Regions from separate parts of the Mus musculus genome. Here region 1 is linked to region 2. The links are chromatin contacts, called in public promoter capture Hi-C maps. All regions are on one chromosome and are shown on one strand. The core of a region is the stretch at or near the end of the contact, and the rest is flanking DNA. Distances in the headings are between cores, read along the strand shown.

The links. Capture Hi-C pulls out chosen DNA fragments and counts their contacts.
Region 1: a promoter capture Hi-C map of liver shows a contact between it and region 2. The contact joins the promoter of Wfs1 here to the promoter of Tbc1d14 in region 2. A contact is called at or near these places in 2 of 39 promoter capture datasets (both in liver), 1 of 484 Hi-C or Micro-C datasets (uterus), 2 of 115 datasets of contacts at active chromatin or transcription factors (memory CD8 T cells and microglia) and 2 of 9 other capture datasets (adipose tissue and liver).

The regions. Positions count from the first base shown.
Region 1 is chr5:36,987,531-36,991,524 of GRCm38.p6, reverse strand. Wfs1 (wolframin ER transmembrane glycoprotein) reads left to right here and starts at 2,543. Exons shown (of 8, transcript NM_011716.2): 1 at 2,543-2,659.
Region 2 is chr5:36,580,696-36,584,135 of GRCm38.p6, reverse strand. It overlaps Tbc1d14 (TBC1 domain family, member 14), which reads left to right and starts at 1,739. Exons shown (of 14, transcript NM_133910.3): 1 at 1,739-1,781.

The DNA of each region.
Region 1 (3,994 bases), core at 1,294-3,793, 410 kb before region 2:
TTCTGCTGTATACCCTTGAGACAGGGTATCCCACAGAACCTGGAGCTAGACTGGTGGCTAGTAACCTGGAGGGATCCTCTTGTCTCCAACTATTAACAGAGCTATGGTTTCGGGCAAACCTATGGCTGCCCCCAACTTTTTACCTTTTGACTTTGTTCGTTTTTCCTTTTCAGCTCCATGGAGAAGCCAGTGTGGTGCTGTATGCTGAGACCCCCTGAGTGGTCAGATGCAGTTTTATAAGACCCTCTCTTCCCTTAGCCACAGGAAGATTTATTCCATCTGTCCTTCCCATGACTTGCCCCATTCTGGCCTCTGGGTGTGGCAGCTTATACAGCATCCTGAGAGCCAGGCTGCTTTGACCTCCTGGACAGTGGCCAGCGGGAGTGGATGACCATGCTATGCATGCTCATAGAGGCCATAAAGAATGAGTCTGCAAAGCCCAGCTAGTGCAGGCCTCTCTGTGCTAAGCCTTGCAAGTGTGAACAGGATGCTAATTCTCAGGGTGGGCCAAGCCCCAGCCACCCCAGACGGAGGGTAGGTGGGCCGAGTGCAAAACCAAAAAACCCAAAAAACTCACTAAATTTGTTTTTAAAGAACTTTTAAATGCTCAAGAGATAATTGGGAGGGAAGGAGGAGGAGACAGGTGTGTGGATTAGTTGTGGTTTGCAGGAGGTGGGATGGGGAGAGGTGGGAGGTGGGCACTGAGTCAGAGGAGGGAGAAGTTCTGGTTGTCACATAATAAAGTGGCCCTGTGCTTGTGGTGGTGTGCTGGGAATCTCAAAAATAGAAGGAAAACTTCACAGAGATGACAAATGCTTGAGCTATGTTTACCCTGATTTAAATCTCTCTCTCTCTCTCTCTCTCTCTCTCTCTCTCTCTCTCTCTGTGTGTGTGTGTGTGTGTGTGTGTGTGTGTGTGTGTGTGTGCTCCTCAAACAGTACTCCACATACCTGTATAACTTTCATGTATCAATTAAACTACATTTACATTAGCAGTAGCAGACGCTGACATTTGTCCCTAGCTGTGAAGTGTTTGGAGGAGGAGGAGCCTTTAATGGGTGGTTAGGCCATGAAGGGTGTTGATGTCTTTTGGAGGGGTGCATTAATTACTGTCATCTAATTAGTTACAAAGAGTGGCGCCTTATGTTTTCTACTCTTCTGGTGCCACCCACCTTTCTCTCTGTTTTCCTGCACACGTTGATGCAGGACAAGGCCCTTGCCATGTGCTGCCTGGTCCTGGCTTCTCCCACCCCCCAGAACAATGAACCAAATAAACTTCTTTCCTTTGCAAATTACCTAGTCCCAGATATTCTGTCATAGCAACAGAAAATGCATTAAGACAATTAGTTACCATGGAAATGTGAATTGCTATGGCAGAGGCCACGTTTCCTTTTCCATATTGGGAGAAGTTTTTTTTTTTTTTTTTTTAATGTAACCCCTCCAGCAGCTCTAGCAACTTGTTTTGGTAAGGCAAGGCTATAGTTCTGAAAAAGCCACTGCCATCTGGTGCTCCTGCTTCTTGAACTTGCCCCACCTCGCCCCGAAACAGCCACCCCACACTTAGGGGGTGAACCTGAAAATCTCTGCTTCTGAAAGGGCCCCAGATGGAGGCAGGACAGAGTCACTCTGCTGGGATAAGCTTCCTTCCTCTGTGAGCCTAGCTGGGGTACTTGAGATTAGACCCTGAGCAGGTGCAGAATCAAAGTATTTGGTTGTAGTGGTTCAGTGAGCAACCTCCTCCTGATAAGATGGTGATGCTGTCTCTGTCAGCCTGACCTGTTGGTGCAGATCACCGGGGCAGGTGCAGTGAGATGTGCGGTTCAGGAAAGGAAGGAGCACGGAAACAAGACTGTAGTTTTGATCTCCAAACCACACCTCTCAGACACTCCTGAGGAAAAAAAAAAAAAAAAAAAAAAAAAAAAAGGAGGGGGGAGGGGCTTCCAACTGCCTGAGCCTGGCATTATCGTCTGGCTAATCTTTAAAGAGTGCTGAACTGCTTTTGGGTTTGGGTTTTGATCATTTAAGGCAGTACTTGGTAGCACGTGCACACACACTTTTTGTACTCGCTGCTACACTGGGGAGTCCTCTGTGTATCTCAATGCGTCGGAATTAGGGCGCCTGGCACGAAGTGCGCGACCTTAGTCAGTATTGTAATAGCCGGTCTGAAGTCTGAAGATGGGGCCTCACGATGCAGAGGCGGGCCAAAGGTGGCGCGAGACTTGTTCCTGGGTCCAACCACCTGTTAAGCAGCAGGCTTACAAGCTTGGGTCAGGAAAGAGATGTCCTGGAGGCGGGGCGGCGAGGGGGCAGGGCCGGGGCCGAGTCCACTCGGAAACTTAAGCTGTGGGCCGGCCAGACCCGCCCTCTCGCCGCCATCTGTCCTCCTGGCGACCCAAGAGAGCAAGTCGCTGCAAGGCGAGGCGCTCCGTGATTCGCGACAGCACATAGTGATTGGCAGGCTTGCCGGCGACTTAACGAGCCGAGTCTCCCTGGGTCGCAGCAGGAATGGAGGGTGGCAGAGGCCCCGCCCAGGCCCCGCCCCCTTTCCCGGGGCCGCGCTGAATGTAGGGCCGCGCGCTCCGCCTGCTCAGCTGGCCGCTGCAATCTCCGCGGTTTCGGAGCAACTTCGCGGCGGGCTGGGAGGCCCAGCACTGCGGCCGGTAAGTTCTTCAGGGTCGTTGTGCCATGGCCTTGGCCTTGGCGTTGGGCGCGCAGTGTCAGGGAGGGTTTCGGAGCGCTGGGTGGCGCTGCTCTCCCGGCCTCAGTTTCCCCTGATGGGTGGCAGAGCCCCAAGTCCACTCCAAGTTGCTAGAAGTTGGAGGCCAGGACTCTCGCTGCTCCACGGAGCCCGAGGCGTCTACTGCCCCAACTGGGCCAGTTGTGCCCAAGCCGTGCGCCTCTCACTCAGCCCTGGAGTCCCGGCACTCCCGCAAATCTCCCTGCATGACCGCGCTGCGGATGGGGACAGCGTGTCGGAGAGGCTGCCCACGCTCCAGAGCTGCCCCATCAAGACCTACATCCCTGGACTCCCTACCCAGGACCATGAAGGACCTGATTCCTGGGGCGCGTGGGGGCTCAGCCCACCCAGGAGCCGTGTGTCTGTTTCTTTCTCTTTCCTGGTCCTCAGAAAAGGAGGTAGGAACCCTTGGGACCCGCCCATAGTTACCCACCCTATTAGGTACCTGCTGGCCATTGTGTGACCCCAGCTCTGGTATGCACCGCACCTAGAGGAACTTAGGTTCTGGTCAGATGAACTGGAAGCCTTCTGGAAAATCTGATCCTGCACTTTTGGGTGTGATGGAGCTGCGTCCTTTCAACGTATTTTGTTAGTTATCTTTATATGAGAGTCCAATAAAACAGCGTTTTAGTTTCTTGGAACTATCTCCCTGACACTGTCACCCTCCACCGTGTACTCGGGCCCCTAGTCCTAGGGGTAGGACTTACAGTTTCCATTGGACACAGAGGCTCAGTAGATTTGGGGCCTGGACAGGACCACACACCTAATGGACAGAGCTAATGAACCTCTACCCCCTCCTCCCACCTCCAATTCCCTCCCCCTCCCCCAGGCAAGCAGGTGCAGCCCTTCCTCTGTCACCTTGGACAAAGACCCCAGGTGGTTGGCTGGGACTTTCCTCTCTAGAATCCAACCCTCACTCGGACCCATGTCCTAGGCTCTTGAAGGCCATGGCGATCACAGGGGCTACCTCCCCAGTTCCCTCACCTGTTGACCTATGTCTCTCTGGTGCTGATGCCATTCGCAGGTACTTTTTCATCTAACTAGGAATCTAGAGAGAGTTTATGTTCCAATTTCTTCCTGAATGTTCCTTGGACCTCCTCAGATACAGGCAGGATTGGGTAGAGATGCCCCTCGCCTTCTTTCCCAGGTACAAGCGTGTAGAACACCCCAGTGCCAGCCTCCCTTATGCCTTCAGAAGGTTTGGGGTTGGTCGCATAGGAGACCTAGTTCAATCTTGGCCCCGAAACACTACACAGAT
Region 2 (3,440 bases), core at 490-2,989:
TCCTGAGGGATGCCCTGCAAGTCTCTCAGCTCTCTGCAAGCCAACAAAAGACTGCCCAGTCCATTTAAGCCTCTACCCTCCTGCCATTGTAAGTTGGTGCTTAGAGTAATTACAGTCATGATCCAGAAAGGGAAGTTGAAGCCAGTGTCTATCAAGTAGTTTGTAGGCTCCTAGAATGGCTAGAGTCTGGAGTCCCCCAGCCCAGCAGACACCCTACTTGGATGGGTCTCACGATGAAAGTCAATGCTGTCAGGCTCTCAGGTAGACCTTCTTCCTGTGCATTGAACAGGCACAGGGCTGGGCTTATTTAGCTGAAGGCTCTGGTGTGATGGACTGAGAACCTCATGGCCTCAGGTGGCTGGGTGGGACCCGACATTGTTTCCTTGTGAAACAGCACATGCCATGTGGAAGTTTAAAAGTTACAACACATGTGCAGACCCAAGACACTCAGATATGGCTCGACTCTTGGTCTGTTTCTTCTCTCCTCCCTACCCTCCTTGGAACTGAAGTCAGGCCACTGAGCTATCCCCCAACCTCTCTCTGTCTTCTTTCATCCCTGGGGACGGTGTGCATTTCATAGCTTTTGATATAGCCTTGGTCTTGTAAGCCCTTCCTCTGGACTGTGTTCAGATTTGTGAAAATATTTTAAAATATTTGAGAGAGTTGTACAGAGGTTGAACCATCACCTAATGTTTTGAAATGAATGTACAATTGAAACAAAAGTGGTGGTACATTCCTATAATCCCAGAACTGGGGAGGTAGACTCGGGAGGATCAGGAGTTCAAACTCATTGTTTTCTAGGTTGCAACTTTGAGGCTAGCACAAACAGAACTGTAACCAAGACAAATGGATTTCCTCCTGCTTGCTTCCAGGTACCTGCCAGGGCAGGGAAATTCCTCTTCCTGTAGGACTGTGATGGTTCCAGCCTCATGTGATGGTTCCTGGCTGAAATGCAGTCAGGTTTTAAAGGGGCTTGTTTGTGTTTGTAAATTTTCGGGGTCTGACAACTCCTAGAATAAACCCAAATCATCCCAAGTACCCTTTGTATGGATCCAACAAACACTCATGTCTCTGCTTTTTGAGGCTTAGGAAACGAGTGCAGGTGAGTTCAGGAAGGGAAATGCAGCACAATGACCTGGCCTGATAGAAGACATCCTCCATAGACATCTGGCTTAACTCTGCTCAGCTCTAGCTGACTTCTACCTCCTGAATTATACTTTTTCATAGATTGTGTCTCTGTAATTTTTGCTACTTAAAAAGGTAAAATGTGCATAAAGCCAGGTGTGGTGGCACACACCTTTAATACATAGGTGGATCTCTGTATCTCAGGCTAGAGAAAGATGCTGTCTAGTGAGGCCTCTTCTAGTTCCTAAGCGAGACCATCACACAACTTTCAAAACACACTGATGATGAACCCTGTCTTGTCACCTCCTGAGCCTGCTGGGCGTTGTATACTGAAATATTAAAGTGAAGACAAAAGTTGGCGAACTACAGCGCTAGGCACTAAGCGCAATGAAACAGTGATCAGAAAAGCCCGTTTGACAGGTGACAGGCTAAGGCTATACCGGGAGGGCATTCCAAGGTCAATGATCTGTAACCTGCGCTCACGTGTACCCCTAAATACTCCCGTGGGCTGTTAAGACTCCCCCAGCTGCTGGACAGGGGCGTCCCATCGATGCGCTCCGCCGCTCGGCTCCCCACGCCTGGATCAGCCCCATGCGCTGCTTTCCCCCTCCCTCCCACTTCCCACTTCCAAGATGGCCGCGGGCGGAGCCGACCAGGTAAGGGGCCTCCGCCAGGCGTCTGCGGTGCCGGTATGGACACTGTGACTCTCTCGGAACTTTCCTTGCAGCCCTTCCTGGGCCTGAGGACAGAAAAGGGCCAGGGACACAACTCCCGAAACCCAGGACGGATACTTGGCAGGCCGGAGGAGCAGCGGTAGTAAATAGCAGGCTCCTAAGCTCTACGGAGCTGCGGCGGGGGGCGAGAGCCCTGGCGGAAGAGCAGTGGAAGCTTAGCGGGGGCGTGGCTAGGGAGCGTGAGGGCGGCGATAGGGAGCGCGGGGCGTGGTAACGCTCCTGTCCCCCGGAGTGTGACTAGGGACGAGCGTGGGGTGTGGCTAGTGAGCTCTCGGGGGCGTGGCTCTGGAGTGCGGGGCGTGGCGGTACGCCTGAGGCCCTGGGAGCGAGCGATTTGCGTTGGGTGTTGGGCTAAAGAGGCTCAGCGGAAGGGAAGAGAAGCAGCCTTGTGGGGGCGTGGCTGCGTGGCGTGGGCGTGGCGGGGGTGGGGTCTGGCGCTGGCTGCTTTTAGCCGCGGGCGGCCGGCAAGCACCTGCTGAGGCTGGGCATCTGCGGAGTCTACGCTCTTAGCCCAGCGAGTTGCGGGCCCCACGGGGCCTGGGCTGCGGGCCACGGGCCGGGGAGATGGCGTTGGAGCTGCGGTAGCTCGGGTACTGAGGGGGCTCTGCAGGGTCAAGCTGAGAGGTTGCGGATGGCTGACCGCTGCCACCTGCTGCTGCGTCGGCCAGGCAGGGAGGTCTGAGAGGGCGGCTGGGAGGGCTGGGGTCCGGCTGACGTGCGACTGCCCTCGGCCAGCGCTTGTCGCGACGTGCGCCTTTTCCAGAACTTGGTGAAAAGTTTTCTCCTCAGATGTGGTGCTGCGAGCTGTAGAGGTGTCTGCTCTGTGCGCCCTGAGCCAGCGTCCTCAGACCCCTGTCCTGTTCACATCTCTGCCTTTACTCCTTTTCAGACCCTGAGGTATTCAGATCTCTGTCCTTCTCAAACCCCTCTCCTGTTCAGATCCTGGTGCTCCTCAGACCCCTGGCCTCTTCAGATATGGTCCTCAGACCCCTGATGTGTCTCGGATCTCCATCCCCCTAAGACGTTTTTTCCCAAATCTTGCTAAAGTTTTCTCAGACCGGAGGCTACGATTGGCTCGTCCAACTTTCACGGGGCTGTGGGCTACCAACCGAGTTTGCTCTGAGGATCTGAGCCTGTATCTTCCTCAGATCTCTGACCTGTTCAGACCTCTGTCCCCTTCAGTCCTTCCTCCTCAACCCTTTGTGGTGTGTTCAAATCTTCTTCCTCCCCATGCCCAGTTCTTCTCAGACTGCCAAACCTCTTAAATCTCCTGACCCACTGGGTCCTCTCTGACCTTGGGCCTCCTTATCCTGGTCCTGGACTGCAGAAGGTCCTTCAGGAAGGGACTGTAGACCCCGCTCTACTCAGACTCATTTCCTGGGTTATGTCCTCCTCAGATCTTCTACTCTCTGGCTGTAGGACCCGTTTTATCTCTAGAGACCCTCACAGTACTGGGCATATTGGTAGGCTAGAGGAACAACCTGACCTCTGCCCCAAGCCCTACTCAGGATCTTGTCACCCCTTCTGGGGCTTGGCTAGATTTCCAGAGGGTGCTAACCAGCACAGACTCCTGATGGAGCC